Regions from separate parts of the Rattus norvegicus genome. Here region 1 is linked to region 2. Evidence: chromatin contacts called from public Hi-C data. All regions are on one chromosome and are shown on one strand. Each heading gives the region's core, a stretch centred on a gene start, on an enhancer-like site or on the middle of the called end of the contact. The rest is flanking DNA. Distances are from core to core; before and after follow the strand shown.

Region 1 (5,532 bases), core at 1,613-4,112, 190 kb after region 2:
GCGATAATAATAATAAAATAATAGTAAAATTATAAATTGTCCAAGCTGGCAGACAAAACCTCAGAAAGAATTTCTCTGCAACTCTGGCTGTGTCCAAGCAAGAATGACATTCTCTGTAACACACACACCAGCCAGCAAGACTTACTGGGAACAAAGCAAGCCTTCTTCCAGGAATGTGCCCAGTGTGCTGTGCCCCCCCCCCACTCCCCAGCTTTAATATATATCCTTTCTTTCTGGAAATGGAGGCTGGTGCAGGTCAGGAACAATGGACAATGGACCTGATTTACCAAAAGCCATCATTGCCTGCAAGGAGGGGGAGCCTAGTGGGAGCTTACTTGGTACAGAAACCAAAGGCCAGCTCAGTAAGAGCTGGAGGGGTGGGATAGAGGGGAGCATGTGTGCATGTGTGTGTATGCATCTGCATCTGTGTGAGTGTGTGTGTTCATGTATGTGTGTGCATGTGTGTGTATGTGTGTGTGTATGTATGTGTGCATGTGTGTGCATGTTATTTATGACCTGCCTGTTCTCCACCTCATTCTTTGATATACGGTCTCTCACTGAACCTGAGACTTGGTGGTGAGTTTAAATTACCTACATGGCCAGTGTGAGCCCTGGGGATCAGTCACCTGTCTATCCCCCAGCACTGGGTCTACATGTACATACCACACATCGATAGTGGGGATCTGGAGTCAGATCTTCAGTTTCTACAAGAAGTACATTACTGACTCAGCCATCTTCTTAACTCCCCCAACCCTTTTTTTTGAAACAGCTCTCAGTCCCCTCCTGCCCCTGGACTTTTGCACACACCACCATCTTCGACACCTGGAGTCTTCCTCACTCCCTTCAATCTGAGGCTCTCCCTCTTCTCGTCAATTCCTGGTTTTTCCTCTCTTTCTTTCCTTTCTTTAAAAATGTAGTTTCATGTAGGCCAGGCTGGCCTGGAACTCCAGATATAACCAAGGATGGTTTTAAACTCTTTTTATTTTATTTTTCATTGTGAGACATTCTCCACATGTGAACCAGTATGGCCTTGAACTTATAAAGATCCACTGGCTTGCCTCTACCTTACATTGTTGAGAGTACAGGTGTGAGCCAGCACACCACTTCCTGTGTCCCTAAGGAAGCCCAGCCCTTTCTGTGCGTATACAACGCTCTACCCATCAAGCTGACTCCCCAGCCTGCAAGAGGAGTTTTTAAAAGTTTTTTATTACACTTGTTAATAATTTGCGTGTGCTGGAGGGCACTCATGTGGAGATCAGAGGGCAACTTTCAGAAGTCAGTTCTCTCTCTCCATTACGTGGGCTCTGGGGATGGAACTTGGGGCCTCAGGCTTGGTGGCGCCTGCACTTACTGCTGAACCCTCTCATCAGCCTTGGAGAAGATTTTGATCCATGTTTCTAAAACAGCTCCATGTCTGAAGCTCCTGGGCCAGGCAGGTTGAGCGCCAAAAGGTTGCTCATGCCTGGAACTGGGAGCCTGGATAAAATGCTTACTGTGCCCTGTGGCAACAGTTATCGCAGAAACACAACAGCCATCCAGACTGGGGGTGAGGGGAAGTGTCACCTGTCACTAGCAGATGAGCCCAAGATAGCCCTGGTACCAGATGGCCCCTGCCAGCAGAGGGGATAGACATCTGTGGTTCTCCTCATGCCACTCTGACCCCCAAGACTGGGTCTTATCTCAAGGCAACTGTCTCCAGCACCCCTGGAAGGTCTGGCTGAGGTTGAGGAGCATCTTCTAGGCCCCTTCTGTTGGATTTACAGTAATTCCCCTCCCAAGTTGCTTAGACATTAACTCTGCCAAGATGAGCCAACAGTCCTGGGCCGTATCTCAGCCACACCATGGACCAGCCCTGGATCCTGGGCTTCTTCCTGGCCCTCATTAGCAGCCCCTTGGGCCAGGCTAAGCCACTGTGAGTCACCTGGGCAGGGCTCCCTGATCTGACTCTCCCATCACTGAGTTCCTCTTGTGTCTCTTTTCTGGACTCTAACAGTTACCTCCTGGTGATACCCTCAGCCACCACACACACACTGAGTCATGAAGGTTGGCAGTTCTAAGAAGACCAGTATCTGTGCCCACTTAGACTCCACGAGATACCTCTTAAGGTAACCATCACAGTGTGGGACTCTCTGGTGAAGAGGACAGTGTTGTCCAGAAGCCTGATCATTGTCAGTGGAAAATGGCTTCATGGTTCAGATGCCTGGATGTTCCTGCCTGTCTACTTGCCTACGTCTGAAATTAACTAAAACCCAAAATGGCTGGGCACACCTATGAGGGTTTTTTTCTTCATTAAATAATTTGAAGTGGGAAGGCCAACTTCTCTCTAATCTGGATCTTCTCCGTGGGAAAAAGATCCACATTTAATTTAGGTCACACCTTCTGGTGGCAGCCTCTATAGGGGACAGGGAGGGAGGAAGCTCTTGCTCTGCCTGCTTGCTCTTAATAGCTAGTCCGTGCCTTCACTGATATTACAGCCTAACTCTTCAGAATTCCAGTGTACGCTGAAGACGGGCTGAGACAACCAGCCTCATGGACTGAACAACTTGAACCTTGAACCCTCCATTTATAGGCGGCCCTTGTTGGATTAGCTGGACCACAGCCTGCAGTGCTAGTAAACTCCCTTTCTACGTAGATTCATCATGTAAGTTCTATTACTCTAGAGAACTAACAAGCCTGTGACGGTGGGTGACAGGAGATGACAAGTGACCACAAAATGTGGCTCTAGGTCAGCAGGAAAAGCGGAGAAGCAGACACTGGAGGGGGCTTCCCACAAGGGGCACTGTAGTGTCCATGCTGGACCCGGATGGATTTGCAATGACTCATGTCCTGTCCACTTAGAAATAAGAAGTCCCGAGACCTTGAAAGGCTAGTCCATTTTTAGACGCCTGTGAAAACAATAGACGATGCCCTCTGCTGTCCGCTTGGGATGCCGAGCATGGGCTGGACTCCTTCCTCCTTTGACAGAGTGTCCTTGTGCAATGAGCAGCCTGCACAACTCTGCCTAGCAAACTTGTTTCCCGCGTTGGCTAATTGTGTATCCATTTGACACGAGCCAGAGTCATCAAGAAGAGGGAGCCTTAACTGAGAACATGCCTCCATGAGATCGGGTGAGCAAACCCGGAGGGTGTTTTCTTAGTGATTGACAGGGGAGAGCCCAGCCCATTGTGGGTGGGGCTATCTCTGAGACAGCGGTCTTGGGATCGAGAAGAAAGCAAGCTAAGCAAGACACGAGGAGCAAGATGGTCAGGAGCACCCCTCCATGGCCTCTGCATCAGCTCCTGCCTCCTGGTTCCTGTTCTGACTTCCTTGGATGACAATGAGGTGGAAGTGTGAGCTGAATAAACCCTTTCCTCTCCAACTTGCTTTTTGGTCATGGTGTTTCACTACAGCAGTGGAAACCCTAAGACACCCGCAAAGACAGAACAGTCAAACGCTTCTTTGGCTTTCAGTAGATAGTGTGTGTGTGTTCGGTGTACGTGGATAGAGGGAGGGAGCTGCGTGCACACGCGGAGGCCAAAGTGCCAAGCATCATCTATTACTCTCCAGAATGTTTTGTTATTATAGTTGGCTTCCGACACAGGGTCTTGCTGGCCTGGCTGGCCTGAAATCCACCATGTAGACCAGGCTGCCGTTGAACCCAAAGAGATCTGCCTGCCTCCTCCGTGCTGAAATTACAGGCCTAGCTTTCCCATTTTGTTTGCACTAAGAAAGGTTTTTTAAATTTTTAATTATATGAGTATGAGAGTATGGGCACATGAGTGCAGTTGCCCTCAGAGGCCAGAAGGGGGCATTGGATGCCTTGGAACTGGAGTTACAGGGGGTCGTGACTACCAGATGCAGGTGCTGGGAACCGAACTCAAGTCGTCTATAAGAGAGAGCATGGAGCCATCTCTCCGGCCCTTCCACCTTAGGTTATGAGATGGGATCGCTCACTGAGCCTGGAGCTCGCTGATTGGCTAGACCGTCTGGCCAGTGATTCCTTCCAGCACCGGTGTTACAGGTGTGTGCCACCATGCTTGCCCGTTACATGCATTCCGCAGATCTGAGCTCAGGTCCTGGCACCTGTACAGCAGGCACTTTACCTGCTGGGTCCTCTTCAGTTGCTTCTCTTCCAAAAATATGGCCAAAGCTTTACCCCTAGAGTTGGAGAACCCCCAACAGAGCCTGGGTATTTCTCTCCAGCTCCCCAAGAGCGTGGGTATAACCTCCAGTAAAACAAGGACAGCAACGTGTTATCACCTGGGTGACCTGCACGCCCGGCTCTGGATCCTCATCCACAGACAAGAAGGGGCTGGAGTTCCTGCACACTGACGGGCAGATGAGACAGTCATTTTTGGACACAGAAGCTCTGTCTTAGGGTTTCTGTTGCTGTGAACAGACACCATGACCACAGCAGCTCTTATAAAGGAAAGCATTTAACTGGGGCTGGCTTACGGTTCAGAGGTTTAGTCCATTATTGCCATGGCCGGAAGCATGGCAGCCTGCAGGCAGACATGGTGCTGGAGAAGGAGGTGAGAGTTCTACATCTGTATCTGCAGGCAGCAAGAGGAGACAGTGAGACACTAGGCCTGGCTTGAGCCTCTGAAACCTCAAAGCCCATCCCCAGGGACGCACTTCCTCCAACAGAACCATGCCTAGTTACCAAGACCACATGCCCTAATCCTTTCAAAAAGTGCCACTCCCTATGAATCTATGGGGGCCATTTTAGTCAAACTAATTTAGTCTGCAAACTCTTACCTCAAATACCCTAAAAGGCTCACCAGCTCCCAAGGCCTCCCTTCTCTGCCCACAGCTGCTTTTATCTCCCTGAGGCCTCTCTCCCTCCTGTCCTGTGTCAAATGATCAGGGTCTTCCAATCTCTCTTAGTTCAGTACCTTGTGCTTACTGTGAACCACAGTTTCCAGTATCAAGATATTTCACACTAGACATCAAGGTGGACCCTGTGTATCAGACAGGGAGGACTTGTGAACTGGAGTTGAGTTGTGTACTGGAGGCACAGACCACCAAGACCCTTTCTGAGGACAGTTACAACCCCTGCTCCTTGTATCAGCAGAACCCAGACAGAGTCTGTGACCAGTCAGAGCCTGATACCCGATGAAGGCTTCTTCCCACCTACAGAAACTGGTTAGGCAGGAAGCGCCCTCTGCTGGTATTTTAGGAAACTGCGTGCAGACTGTACCTGGTTCCTCTACCTGGGAATCTGCTGGTGTGATAAGCGACCTACACACGGCAGCCTTGATCCCAACAACAGACACCCTCAACTGCTTCTTTTTTTTTTTTCCTTTCTTTTTTTCAGAGCTGGGGACTGAACCCAGGGCCTTGTGCTTGCTAGGCAAGTGCTCTACCACTGAGCTAAATCCCCAACCCCCAAATGCTTCTTTTGCCAAGGTCTGGTCCCGGGACTTACTCCTAGGGAGGGAGACCTCAAGAAAACCTGAGGAACATGGGCATCTTTACCCAGGTCCCCAAAAGGTACCCTGGTGTACCCCTCGAAACCAGGCAGCATAGGAAGTCATGTCTACTTTTCTATGT
Region 2 (5,681 bases), core at 125-2,624:
GACAACTTTAGTTTGACCTTCAGAACCCCATGGTGGAAGGAGAGAACAGATTGCCACAAATTGTCCTCTTGATTACACAGCTTTCATGGCGGTATCCCTTATAAATGTAATAGTTTTTTAAAGTGATTTTTTAAAAATTCTTGAAACAGGGATTCTCTGTGTAGCTCTGGCTGTCCTGGAACTCACTTTGTACACCAGGCTGGCCTCAAGCTCAGAGATCTGATTGCCTCTGCCTCCTAAGTGTAGGATTAAAGGCGTTTGCCACCAGCACTAGGCATAAAGTAACATTTTAAAATTCTTATATATATGAATTGCCTGCATGTATGTATGAATGTGTACCACATGCAGGTCTGGTGAATTGAAAGGTCTAATGGAAGGGCAGCTAGTGCTTTAACCACTGAGCCATCTCTCTAGCTGTCTTTTTTTTTTTTTTTTTTTTTTGATTCGTTCATTCGTTTGTTGAGACAAGTTTCCTGTGTAGCCTTAGCTGTGCTGAAATTCACTTTGTAGAGCAGGCTGGTCTCGAACTCAGAACTGCCTGCCTTTGCCTCCTGAGTACTAGGATTGAAGGTATACATTAACACACCGTTTTCCTCAGACTACCAGTTGACTAAAACCGGTCGTTGGAGCCGCCCACCCTCTCCTACCCCCTTTCCTCGGTCTAGTGGTAATGCTCTCACCCATCAGTCACCTGCCTAGAAGTCAGGAGGAGCCCATGGAGAAGGAATAAGTCGAAGTAGGTTCTAAAAAAGACATGGAAAGTGGGTGAATAAACCAGTGAAATGGTTCGCCTTGCAAAAACCGAAAAGGACTGGTTTCGCTTTGGACATCTGGAGGAAAAGGTGGGAAGAAGAACTCAAAAGCCAAATTTAGGCTCTGAATAGTTAGCCTTTTGTCACCAAGGCAACTGCATTGCTATGGCAACGGCAAAGTACAGCAAAAGCACCCATGTACCTTAGTTCCAGCTGGCCACTTCCGCGTGGATTCTGGCGGACCTCCGAGAAAGGCTTGAGAAGGCCGGATTGGCTGCCGCAGGAGCCAGTCAAATAAGCACTATTTTATCGGCTAAGCGCACCAAAAAGGGTGGAGCGCCCTTTTGACGCTTAAAGGGAGCCGCTTGCCGGGTTGGAGCATCCAATAGACGTAGCTTCCAGACGAGCCAATCAGTAGCGGTGTTGGGAAGGTGAGGGTAGTGGGTGGAGGGTGTGTGTAGGGGTGGTCCAGGAGGCCGCGGGAGAGCCCAATAAAAGGCTCGAGAGCTCGAGGCGTTGTGCTGCCGTCCAATTGGCGTCTCGATTGGATGAGCCAATCAACAGCGGCGCTGGTCTGGCGCGGGGTCAGAGCCGCGGAGGCGGAGCAGGCGCTGCGGCAGGAGGGAAGATGGCGGACGAGGAGAAGCTGCCGTCCGGGTGGGAGAAGCGTATGAGTCGCAGCTCAGGTACCTCTTAGGGGTCGCCCAGGGCCCGGGGCGAGGCCTGGAGGTTGCGGAAGTTGGGCTTGAGCTCGCCTGCACAGGCGAGTCGCATCACCGTCCTGCTTCGGGCATGGAGATCTGGCCTCCTCCGCGGCATAACGGGCCCGGAAAGCCAGATACTGAGGTAGGAGGTGGGGCAGGCACAGGCGCGCCCCGGTTCTCGCCCACCACTGGGCCCCGGTGCTCTGAGGCGACGAGTCTGCACCTCGGAGTTCCCTTGAGAGGAAGATCGGGATTCGGTGCAGAGGGCGTGGGCCGCCCTGCTCTGGTTTCTCGGGCAGCATCCGAGACACGTGCCCGCTCATCCCCCTATCGGGACCCAGGGACAGTGATGGCTCCTAACCAGGACAGTTCGTCTCTGGGTCAAGCATGGTGCCAAACTCTTTGAAAGACTTCAGTTCTTTTACAAGTCTACGCCGGTGTGTGCTCCCGCTTCCCCTCCCCCTCTCCCTCCTGCCTTCTCTCACTCTCTCCTTCCACCCCTCCCTCTCTCTCCCACCCACCTCTCCACTCTTCCTCTTCCTCCTATCCCCACCTCCACCTCTGTTCCTCCATCTCCCTCTCCCTCCTCCCTCGCTCCCTCTCTTTTCTTGGTTCATGCTCTCCTCCCCCCCACACCCCGGTTGCTACCATCTTTCAAGAAAGGAATTGCTCTCATATTTCAAGAGGGAGAAACTGAGGCCAGACATGGAAAGAACTCATCTGATAATGCAGTTCAGTCACTGGGAATGCCCTAGATTGCAATGATTTTTTTTTTTTTTTGATCTCAAATGTCCCCTTCCCAGTGTCAGTGGCAACGCCTAGAGTAGCCTACAAGCATTTCAGGTAGCCAGGGTCAATGCAACCTACAGAGCTCACTCAAAATTCTTAGTTATTAAGCATCAAGGTTCTGGACACTGCATATGTTAACTCTCTGAACCCAGCTAGGTTTAATGTCATTCACTTTCCACCTTTTTATCAAGAGTGGATGTGGAAAGGCATTAGACAGAGCCTCATAAAGACAGGTTACTCTTGAATTCCTGATCCCCCTGCTTCAGCTCCCCCAAGTGCTGAGATTACAGGCATGCACCACTTTGCCCAATTTATTTATTGAAACAATCTTTACTAATAATATTAGTAATACTGTATTTAATGTATGTGCATGTGAAGGTCAGACAATCTTAACTTGCAAGAGTTTTCTTCCTTCTACCATGAGTAGATTGTGAACTCCGTCAGATTTGGCTGCAAGCACTTACCCATTGAGCCATTTTCCTTTCTAAGATGTGTGTGTTTGTGTGTGTGTGAGAGAGAGAGAGAGAGAGAGAGAGAGAGAGAGAGAGAGAGAGAGAGAGAGAAAGAAAGAAAGAAAGAGTGCGCAAGAGCGAGCATGAGCGCTCAGACGATACTTATCCAAGGATGACCTTGAACCTCTGGTGTTCTGCTGGGATTACATCACACAGAGGTAAAGTCTTGCTGTGTAGCCCAAGCTTGCTTCCAACTCATGATCCTTGTGCTTCAGCCTCTCACGCACTGGGACTAAAGTTATAAGCCTTTATGCTCTGATGTCCTTATTCTCTTGTCCCAGTCTACAGATGAGAAAGCTGAGGTTCAGGGAAGGTGACCTGACAAAGGTTTTAGTTGGATTTATCCCCAGAGGCTTTGGGCTGCTCCATTCCTAGGGTGGGGTTGTGACCTCTAGCATAAACTTGTCTCTAACTGGGTGTGGTGGCACACAGCTGTATTTCCAGCACTTAGGCAGAAGCAGGAGGAGATCTGGTTCATGGTTGTCCTGGGCTACGTACACTTTTTTAAAAAATACATGTATGGGTATTAGGCTTGCATGTGTATTCCATATGCATGCAGTGCCCACCAAGAAGCCTGAAGAGACAGTTGTGAGCCTCCACATGGGTACTGGAAATTGAACTCCAGTCCAATAGAGGAGCAGATGGTGCTGTTAATCTCCGGGCCATCTATCCAGCCCCCATAGTGAAACTCTTTTACACACACACACCCCTATACCTGCCCCTCTGCTTAGTTATGCTTGTCATTTGTTCTCAGTAGGACTATGAAAAGCCCTTCCTTCATGGGTAACATCCAGCTCTTCTCCTATGCTAGATCAGCTGTGTAACCCAGGTAGACTCAGCCCTTGGAGTGACCCAGAATCTACTGGGTCCTTCCTTCAGGCTTCTGCCATACCCCTTCCTCCTCTTTTACCTTTCACTTTTTTGAGTCCGTCTTGCAAACTTACTTTTACTGGCTTCAATCTGCAGACATCCATCCTCTTGCCTCAGCCTCCCTAGTGCTAGGCAAACAGCATGTTCCACTAAGCCAGAGTTTTCCCTTGAGGTTTTGATTTTCCATCTGTCTCCTTTATGCCCTCACAGCCACTCAGATGACATCAGGCCCTGAGTAATGCTACCCCTTGCTCTCTGACTTAGGCTACCAGTGCAGGGGTTAAGACTGGAGCTTTGAGGGCTGGGGATTTAGCTCAGTGGTAGAGCGCTTACCTAGGAAGCACAAGGCCCTGGGTTCGGTCCCCAGCTCCGAAAAAAAAGAACCAAAAAAAAAAAAAAAAAAAAAAAAAGACTGGAGCTTTGGAGTAACTTTCTCTGTTTATGCACAAGACACAACTGCTGCTGCTGTGAGCAGAGGAGGGGGAGGTGCTGCCTGGGTTTTTGTGGAACGAAGCAATGGGTAAAAACAGTTATACTCTACCTTTTGGTGATATGTGATCCTGGGACTTGAACCTAGAACCTCACAATGCCATGCAAGCACTGATCCTCAGCCCATGCTGTCTGTTTGTTTATCTATGTTTGGAATTGGGTCCAGTGTAGCCAAGGCTATCTCAAACTATAGCTGAGGATGCTTTTGAAAATCTGGTCCTATTATTCTGTAAGGTGGCATTATGCCATGTGGAGGTCAGAGGACATCTTGAGACTGATGGGTTCTCTCCTTCCACTTGGCAAGTTCCTGGAGATCAAACTCAGGTTGTCAGACTTGGCAAGTTCCTTTATTTGCCGAGCCATCTAGAAGGCCTGGAAGCTGTTTTATCTGATTTACTGGTTTAGTGTCTGTCTGGTACCACCTAAAGCATTAGCATAGTCCTGACAGGTCCTATGGGGACAGCATCCTCCCAAGCCTATAGCATGGGGTAGACCAGGAAATGGATCTGTTAAAGAAGATACCTCCCAAGCCAGTCCTCATCCTAGCTTTTGGGATGGAGTCCTCCTCAGACCAGCCCCAGCTGAAGTAGGTGCTGCTCTCCCCCAGGCCGTGTCTACTACTTCAATCACATCACCAACGCCAGCCAGTGGGAGCGGCCCAGCGGAGGCAGCACCGTTGGAGGCGGCAGCAAGAATGGCCAGGGTGAGCCTGCCAGGGTGCGCTGCTCACACCTGCTGGTGAAGCACAGCCAATCTCGGAGGCCCTCATCCTGGCGGCAGGAAAAGATCACCAGGAGCAAAGAGGAGGCCTTGGAGCTGATCAATGGTGAGCAGGGGCAGGGGAGCAGGGGCTTGTTGGAAGGCCTCTTTCAGCTGGGCCAGAGGGCCTATCTCACTTTCTTTTCCTGTTCCTGTGACAAAGTACTCTTGACAAGGGCCAACAAGAGGGTTCAGCAGGCAAAGGCACTTGCTGCTAAAGCTGCGGGCCTAGGTTCCATTCCAGGATGCATGTGGTGGAGAGCCCACTCCTGGGAGTTCTCTCATCCCACCATGGAATGTATGCTTTCCTGCCCCAACAAATCAGTACAGTTTAACTGCTAAGCAGTTTAATAGAGAAAGGTTTGTTTGGGCTCATGTCACACACAGTTCCAGGTCACAGTTCACCACACAGGGAAGTCATAGTGAAGGAGCAGATCCTATCACAACCTTGTCAGGAACAAAGAATGATGTATTTGCTAGTTAGTGCTCAGCTTGCCTTCTCTGGATTTAAAAGAGAACCCCAGCCACTCTGGATTCGTCACGTGGACAATAAGCATTCCTCATCACGGACCGTGTAGAAGTCCCACCAGACCCTCACCCCGTCTGGTCAGCAGTCACTCCTGGAAAAGTGCTATACTGTATTAGGGTTGTGACTCAGTTGTTAACGTGCTTCCCCAACTCTCGGGAAACCTTGGCTTTAGTCCCTAGGACCCTGTGAACCTGGCATGATCATGCAAACCTGTAATCTCTGCATGGAGATAGAGACAGAGAATCAGAGGTTCAGGCTGGGGCTGGGAAGACACTTG

Evidence for each region. A called contact is a pair of places that touch in the nucleus more often than the background predicts.
Region 1: a contact with region 2 is called in a Hi-C map of Schwann cells, with 4 times the contacts expected there. The contact joins the enhancer-like site here to the promoter of Pin1 in region 2. A contact is called at or near these places in 4 of 12 Hi-C or Micro-C datasets (the A7r5 cell line, the Rat2 cell line, Schwann cells and 1 more).

What each region holds. Positions count from the first base shown.
Region 1 is chr8:27,648,114-27,653,645 of GRCr8, forward strand. No RefSeq gene overlaps it. Among named protein-coding and RNA genes, the nearest start is that of Rdh8, 22 kb to the left of the region's middle. Within about 2 kb of position 2,863, at least 6 of the 93 cell types and tissues checked have an H3K27ac peak or open chromatin away from gene starts, as enhancers often do. A contact at or near this core is called in the A7r5 cell line and Schwann cells, where this site is marked.
Region 2 is chr8:27,464,268-27,469,948 of GRCr8, forward strand. It overlaps Pin1 (peptidylprolyl cis/trans isomerase, NIMA-interacting 1), which reads left to right and starts at 1,375. Exons shown (of 4, transcript NM_001106701.2): 1 at 1,375-1,438; 2 at 4,724-4,942. The coding sequence starts at 1,381.